Linked DNA regions of Mus musculus: region 2 is linked to region 1. Evidence: chromatin contacts called from public HiChIP or PLAC-seq data. All regions are on one chromosome and are shown on one strand. The core of a region is the stretch at or near the end of the contact, and the rest is flanking DNA. Distances in the headings are between cores, read along the strand shown.

Region 1 (3,760 bases), core at 1,002-3,501:
GGCATACAAAGGAACACAAAGCCTGCAGGGATGCTGGAGACAGGCCCTTTGCAAAGCAATCTATGGACACAGCATTTATTTTCTAGGAAGATTCTAGAAGAGGTGAGGCTGTATTTCAGACAACAGAGGAATTCAAGTTCATGACCTTCACTGCCCCTGCAGAGCAAGGGTCCCCTTCCATCCTTGTAGCAGCTGGTGGCCATTCTCTGCCCCCCCCTTCACTCCCCTCCCCATCAACCTTTATTATTGGGGTTTTCCACTGAGACCTAGACATCCATAGGTTTGTACCTTTCTGCTGACCCTGATCATCACAATGGTGTGTGTGTGTGTGTGTGTGTGTGTGTGTGTATCAGAGAACAGTGTCCCAGTGCCACTGCCTCGAGGCACCTTCCAGGCATTTTCTCCTGTCCTTAGAGATCGTAGCATTGAGGTGCATCCTCCAACCACTCAGACTGTTATCGATGGAGCCTTGGGGGACAGTGGTGGTGGGAAGGCAGGCAACAGGGTGGTGGTATGAATGGGTCCCTGAGCACCTGGGTAAACGGGGGGCATAGATGGAAAGAAAGCAGATCCCATCATTCTGTGGACATGAAGGAAGAAGAAATCAAGACATTCTGTTACACAGGCCCCATGCAGGAACATTTATAAGATGGTTGGCTTCTCTATCTAGAATGGAGGACAGGTGGTCTGGGAGAGGGACTCTCACCCGGATGCATGTCCATCCCTCCACTTACCATCTAAAAGGTGCACATAACAGGGCATGGGAATGGAGGGTCTTAGCTTGGGGACTGAGTTCAAGCCCCTTGGTTGCTTCCTGACCCTATTCTCACTTCAATGCTCTCTTGAACAACCAGGCCACTCAAGATTGCATGGATTCAGTTTCCTTTTGGAGAATTTTGAAAAGCTTTACTACACATATTTGTGTGTGTCAGTGTGCATACCAGCATCTGCATGTGGAGGTCAGAGGACAACAGGCAGGAGTCAGTTCTCCTATGTGGCTCCAGGGGATCGAACTCAGGGAGTAAGTCTTGTCTGCAAGCATCTTTACCCACTGAGCCAGCTCTCCAGCCCATCCTCAGGGGATTATGAGAAGGAAGGCAGTTAGCCAGCCCAAGAAATGTGAGAAGAGCTCCTGCAGCTGCCTCACTGAAGCTTGTCTTCATAGGGCTGAGTTACTCTCATATCCCCAGCTCATCAAAAACACCCCAGTGGGGCCCCTGCCATCCTCCCTCCTGCCATCACCCATAAGATCACAGGACGAGATAGGTGGAGGGACCGGCAAAGCAAACCGTCAGGGTCAGGGCGAGCTCCTCAGTAACTTCTTATTTATTGGCCTCCTCCAGTCTCGCGGTTGCTGGTTGTGCTCAATATTTTATTCTTGTTGTACCTGCTCCGAAGCGGAGCTGCGGGCAGTTTTGATAAATGGATTGAAAGGAAGTTTTGTCTGGTTTTGCTGAAGCTTCTGTAAGTGCCTCTGGATCTTGGGCTGAAATGATATTTCCCCAGCTTCCTGCTGTGATCTCGCTCCCGGGCGGCTCTTCTCCTCCCCGCTCTCCCTGGGCACTCTGCCTCCCAACCCCCATGCACGCATGCACATACACGTGCAAGGAGGCACAGATCTGTATACTCACTCAGGACCACTCAAGGTACCAGTGTGGAAGGGAGCAGAGTGTGTGTCCCTATGGACCGGCAAGCCCATACTACAGTCTTGTGCACAGACATGCCCTCGGTGCACACGAAGGCAGACACACATGCTGTCCTCTCTGAGTTCAGCCAGCCCGATCTGCAGGGAAGCCCTTGATGAGCATGGGTAGAGATGAGCAGATCCCAAGAAGGAAGAAGCCTGGAACTCTGATGATCTCTGCTGGAGCCCTGCCCCCAGCTGCTGGATTCCTCCAGCCTTCCTCCTCCGCCTGCCTGCAGGCCTTGGAGGCCCCACTGGGCCAGCTGGAAGCTTTATCCAACCACATCTGAAACAGCTCAGGAGCTGTGCCTGGCCGCCAGCCGTTTCCATAAATAACTTGCTGAGCCTGGCTCCTTGCCCTTCTGGTGATGTCATTGGCGTGGGCCCAGTGATGAAGTCATAGGCTTCCCTTCCCTGAGCCCTCCCTTTGGGTGGAGCGAGACACCCCTTCTTCCCCCTTCACAGAACCATTACTGAGAAATTTCACCTGTCTGTCCTCACCTCTTCCTGTTCCCACCACTCCAGGTATTGGATACAGGCTTTCCACCATCTGGACCAACTAACTGTGATGGTGCCAGACAGCATCTTGTCTCCCCATTGTCAGTTACTGAGCCGCCTCCCAACTTTGCCATCTCCTTGGATATTGTTTCCAGGTAACAACAGACTTTTAAGTTTCAAGGGTGGCAGAGAAAGGTTGGCATCTTGATGATGCTCTACACAAGCTTCTCCAGCTGTGTGACATCAGACAAAATACCTCACCTCTCTGTGCCTCTGTTTTCTCATCTTTAAACTGAAGACAGTAAAGAAAGCTATCCCAGGACTGCCTAAGTCTTCCGTGGGCTCACAGAGCTTGAAGTGTCGATACACTGGACAGGCCCGTCATATGAACCACATTTCCACAAGCGCCTAGTTTTGTATGTTTTCTGCTCTGTGACTGCGGTCTTCTCTGTGGTGTTCATGTCTGGAGCCAGGGAGCCATCTCAGTCTCCTTGACACATTTCTTGCTATGTAGCCAAGGATAACCTGGAACTTCTGACCCTTCCACCTCGAGAATGCTGGAACTGCAGGTGTGAGCAGACGCTGGAAGAACCAGGGGAGGGGGGCACGGTGGGAACTGGTGGGAGCAGCTCTGAGGTGCTCAAGCCCCACCTGCCCTCACCCTCTGGACAGAAGGAAGTGACCTTCCTCCTCAGACAATCTCAAGGAAGTCCGGGATTGTTCTTATTTTCTATAGGAAGAAACTGAGGCAGGCTGGAGAGATGGCTCAGGCAGTGAAGGCTTGCCATGTAAGCAGGAGAACTTTAGTTCAATGCCCAGAACCTACAAAACTACAAAGAACCCAGCTCAGTGTCATGTTCTCTTAATCCCAACACTGGGGAGATGGAGTTAAGTAGAACCCTTCTGGAGGCCCATTGGCCACCCAGCCTAGGCTAACCAGCAAGCCCTGGGCCAAACAGAAGCTGTCTCAAAACCAGGAGCTAGCTTGGCCATTAAAGGCCAAGGTGTCCCTCTGTCCTCTCCCTTCTTCTCTCTTCTCTTACCTCTCCCCCACCTCTCTCTCTCACACACACACACCACACACACACACACACACACACACACACACACGAGAGAGAGAGAGAGAGAGAGAGAGAGAGAGAGGTGGAGGCAGAGAGATCAAACATCTTACTACCAGGACAAACAACAACGGCATCCTAAGACACCCATGGACCTGCCCAGAACCCTTGCCTGATTTCCAGATGTGTGCGCTGGAAGAGTTCACAGGAGACTGTGTCTTTGAACTCGGTGGCAGAGGTGAGCCTTGGCTTCTGTGTCCCATGCGGTGGCCACGGAGCCCCAGGAACTGGGTCAGCGAGATACACACCGGGTTTTGGTGATTTTGTATAGGAAAGGGAATGCAGGAGAGCTTATGAATAATTCCTTGGGATTCATTATGCGTTGAGTTGATAATGTTTTTCGTGTGTTGAGCCAACTAAGGGATGCTATTACCGATGGTTTCACCTGCTTCCTTTTGCTTTTATGAGCTGGTTATCAGAGATTTAAAACCACATGCGTGGATCCTATTAGATTTCTCTT
Region 2 (3,954 bases), core at 1,060-3,559, 50 kb before region 1:
AGGTTCGGTGATCTTAAGGGGAGGAAGTTCAAAGGGAGGAGAAGGCTGAGGGATGATGTGTGATGTGAGCAGTTCTGAGACAGCATCAGTCTTCCGTGCTTCTGTGATGGACAGAAGGCATGTAGGTGCCATGGTCCTCCCCACCATGTAGAAATGACATATTCCAGGCAGCCTGCAGCTCTGGCAGAGATACAGTGCTGGGGTGGGGGTAGAGGAGCATGCCGACTTTTAGGTTGGTCGTGGAGAAGTATATGCTCTCATAGAAAGTACTTATGAACCCCAAATCTCATGTCCATATGAATCATCTTAAGGCCGGCAGTGTAGCCATATTGCTAGAGTGCTTGTACAATGTGTATAAAGACTTGGGTTGGACTCCCAGCATCACATAAGCGAGGCAGGACGAGGCACATTTGTAATCCCAGAAGTTCAGGGTTATCCTTATCTACACAGAGAGACCAGGACAGCTTGGGCTACCTGAGACCCTGTCTCAGAGAAAGAATATTGAGCAAACCAGTTGGCATTCAGAACCCCCAGGCTTCAGTCTGTGGATTCTTCGGGATCTGAGTGCAGCTAACCTGCTTGGTACTGATACTTAGATGGCCTGGATGTGGGTGGCTAGGAACATCCTAGGAGGAAGCATCCTTGTGGGCCAGAGCATCCTCTGAAAGCCACACATCAGAAGAAAGAGGCTTTATTAAGGTTTTTTTCTTTTTTCTTTCTTTCTTTCTTTTTTCTTTCTTTTTTTTTTTTTTTTTATTTTTTTGTTATAAAAGATGCCTAGCGGCTGAGACATTCCGTCTTCCAAAACACTGGGATAGCAACACACATTTGGGGACATAACAAGACAAAATGATTGCCATAAAGAAAAGTCTAACAGAGAATGGAAAACTGGATCCTGCTCTATGAGGTCTTAATGCCAGTTTATTCCCCTACTCAACCCAAATAGATAGACAGTACCACCCACCTCCGCAAGCTTGGTGTGGGAAGGAGCCAGCCACTGTGTAGTAGGGTTAACCCAGGCTGTGAGTGAACTCACCTGTTAGACCAGAATCGGAAGAAAACTCTATTAAATACATCAGATGGTGACAGCTGGCTGGACAGTCAATTACATAGTCTGCAGTGTAGAACAATGGTTTGTGGGATGTCCCCTGGGTTAGGGTGCTTCTTTGTACGCAGTTTTCTGGCATGGAATTCACACTATGCAAAGGAGGACAGTTGAGACTGGCCAGTGCACAGCTCGGAGGACAGAGTAAGCTGTTACGCCATTTCACTTCTCCTTGTACCATCTCAGGCCTGCAAGTCAGAGATATGCAAATCAGATCAGCCCCAGTCAAAGGGTTGGGTTCTAGAGTTTGAGGACAGCTACGTGGCATGTCATTTCCTCCCATTAGCGATTAGGAATTTCTGACCTAATCGAGAGTCGACCTGCTGGGTCTTCTGGTTCTTTACTAATGGTCTTTCCTTCACAGCACCCACCTGTAGGTTCTAGAAGCACCACCTCCTTGCTGCTACTGCAGCATAGACTTCCCACGAGCAGCTGACCCATATACCCTGACTGCCTAGATCTCCCTCTAGCCATGACACAGTGGCAACAGGAAGAAGGTAGCCCAGTGTGCTTGCATGCATGCATGTATCCCAGTAGTCAACAGTCATCCCTGAGCCCTGTGCTAGGTGCCGGGCAGCAGATAAGAAGCCTGGGTCCTCTCTCCCTCCTCATGCCCTCCATTGCTGGAGCCTCGTGGCTACCCAGAAATCCCATGTAGCCCAATGGAAGACTCTTTCCTAGCCTTCCTTCTATCTTCCACTGAAAGAGGCCACTTTCCTGAAGGTGACCCCGGCTCCCTGTCCTTAGCTTTTTCCCAAGAAAATGCACTGTTGAATCTGGGTGTGGTGGCATGGGCCTGTCTTGCCAGCACTCAGGAGGCTGTGGCTGGAGATTTGCAAGCTCTAGGCCAGCCTGGGCTATCTGGCAAGATCCTGCCTTCAAGAAGGGAAGAGGGGGATGGAGGAGGAGGGAGGGCTCTGCTGGCAGTTGGCCAAGTCTATTCTCAGCCAGATTCCTGTCTCCCTCTCGGTAAGTCTCCACTTCCAGACACTCCAAAGTCCTTCTCTGTCCCTGTCTCCCCGCTGCTTCATTTCATCCTGTCCTGTCCCCCTGGGGTCCTCAGTCCTGTATCTCTTGTGGAAACTTTGTCTCCTTGTGCCCTTATCTGTCTTGCTGGCTTCTTGGAGAACACAGAGGCAAGGCTAGGGAAACTGCCAGAAAGTGGGTGCAGGTGCTGGCTCCATGCTGGGGCTTTGTCACATCCTGTGGTGAGGGAGGGGAGGAGTTTGCCTATGAAACCAAGTCCAACTTTTAACCATCTTGGCACCTGGTAAAGAAGACATTCTGAAGAGACACTGCGCCCTGCCCTCCCTTTGGCTATCAGAGTCCTGAAACAATAAACCCCCAGGAATTGGATTGCCCTCAGAGTCTCAGGCTGAGAGAAGAAGGTGGCTGAGGGCTGGCACAGCCAGGGTTGGGGAGGTTGTCTCCCAGGGAGAGATCTCACACAGTCTGAAACCTACTTTGAGCGCCTTGCAGGACAGACTGGAGAGGGTGTGTCAGTGATGGGCAGGACCACACCTTGACCAGGACGGCTTAGCCATGCATATACCTCGTGTCCTATATTTAAACCTAAGCCTCATGCCAGGACACCCAAGATGGACTTGGGAGAGTGAACACTAGACCACTTTGTTCTTCTCCCCAAGTGTCTCCATTGAATAAATGTTCCTTTTCCGTTTCTCACTATGGCTCTCCCGTCTAATTGGTCTATTGAGGACCGGTGCTGAGCCTAGCTTGTTAGAGCCCAGGTAAGGACCCTGACAGTTTTGCTCATTGAACCAGTTGCTTATTCTCACGCACCAGGGGCTCACTCTGCCTCGCTCTGCTCCAGGTTAACCCCTGGCACCTTGCCATTCACCGTCTTTTCAGGATCCACCCCCCCCCATTCCAAGTGTCCACTCGAGATTGACACACCACGGCTGGCTGACAGCATCCATTGTTTTCCAGAACAAACTGCTGCTAGCACATGTTGAAGTTCAGTGTATCCTTGATTGTTTTCAACCCAATAAGGAGATCAACTGTGCCAGAAAAGACAAGCATGGACCCAAATATGAAAACTGAGTGATGGGGTAGGGGGAGCTAGGGAGATGGCTCACAAAGACCTGAGTTTGAATGCCTAACACCTATGTAAAAATCTTGGCATGTCTATACCTGCCTGTAACCCCAGCCCTAGATGGATAAAGACAGGAAGATCCTAAGAGCTTCCTGGCCAGCTAGCCTAGTCCAAACTTTGAGCTTCCAGTTCAGTTAGAGACTCTGTCTCAAACCCGTAATGTTGAGAGGGATAGAGGAAGGCACCAGACGTCCTGCTCTGGCCTCTCTGTATAAACACGTGGGTTACACACATTCATATGCATATGTCACATATCTGCAACACACATAACACACAGACACACACAAAGTGATCCACACCAGAGTAGATAAAGTTCCAGCTGAGTGTCTGCCCAGCACCCCTTCCCACAGTGCTGGTCACAGCCCAGCTCTCCAGTCCTTCATTTTAAGAGACCTGCTCCCTCCTTGTCCAGAGGCCTGAATGAGCTAGTAGGAGCCTTTCCTGGGGGTTTTCCATACCGTAGAATACACCAGCCTTCCTTCAAGGTCCCCACCACCAGCTGGTCCTTGGATTCCATCCCACTCCATCCCATCCCACCCCTGCCTCCCATCAGCAAGGTAAGCTGTACAAAAGCTGCCTGCCTGGGAAGAGGCTCCAGCTGTTGCTGATAGGTACCTCTGTCCCTGAATGGGGACCACCTGGCAACAGAGGCAGGATTGGCTTTGCTTTATTGAGGAGGATCGGTTTAGCAGGGAACTGACAGTTTGCAGAATTCTCGGGGTAGCAGAGATGACAA

Evidence for each region. HiChIP or PLAC-seq counts read pairs in DNA pulled down with a chosen protein or histone mark.
Region 2: an H3K4me3 HiChIP or PLAC-seq map of the SCID.adh cell line shows a contact between it and region 1, with 22 read pairs. The contact joins the enhancer-like site here to the promoter of 1700092K14Rik in region 1. A contact is called at or near these places in 3 of 39 promoter capture datasets (cranial neural crest, pre-B cells and trophoblast stem cells), 2 of 484 Hi-C or Micro-C datasets (double positive thymocytes and nephron progenitors) and 3 of 115 datasets of contacts at active chromatin or transcription factors (the SCID.adh cell line, embryonic stem cells and thymocytes).

What each region holds. Positions count from the first base shown.
Region 1 is chr11:114,196,749-114,200,508 of GRCm38.p6, reverse strand. 1700092K14Rik (RIKEN cDNA 1700092K14 gene) reads right to left here and starts at 2,251. Exons shown (of 3, transcript NR_045930.1): 1 at 2,186-2,251; 2 at 1,632-1,783; 3 at 1,310-1,486.
Region 2 is chr11:114,246,761-114,250,714 of GRCm38.p6, reverse strand. No RefSeq gene overlaps it. Among named protein-coding and RNA genes, the nearest start is that of Gm11691, 3.1 kb to the left of the region's middle. Within about 2 kb of position 2,309, at least 27 of the 459 cell types and tissues checked have an H3K27ac peak or open chromatin away from gene starts, as enhancers often do. A contact at or near this core is called in the SCID.adh cell line and double positive thymocytes, where this site is marked.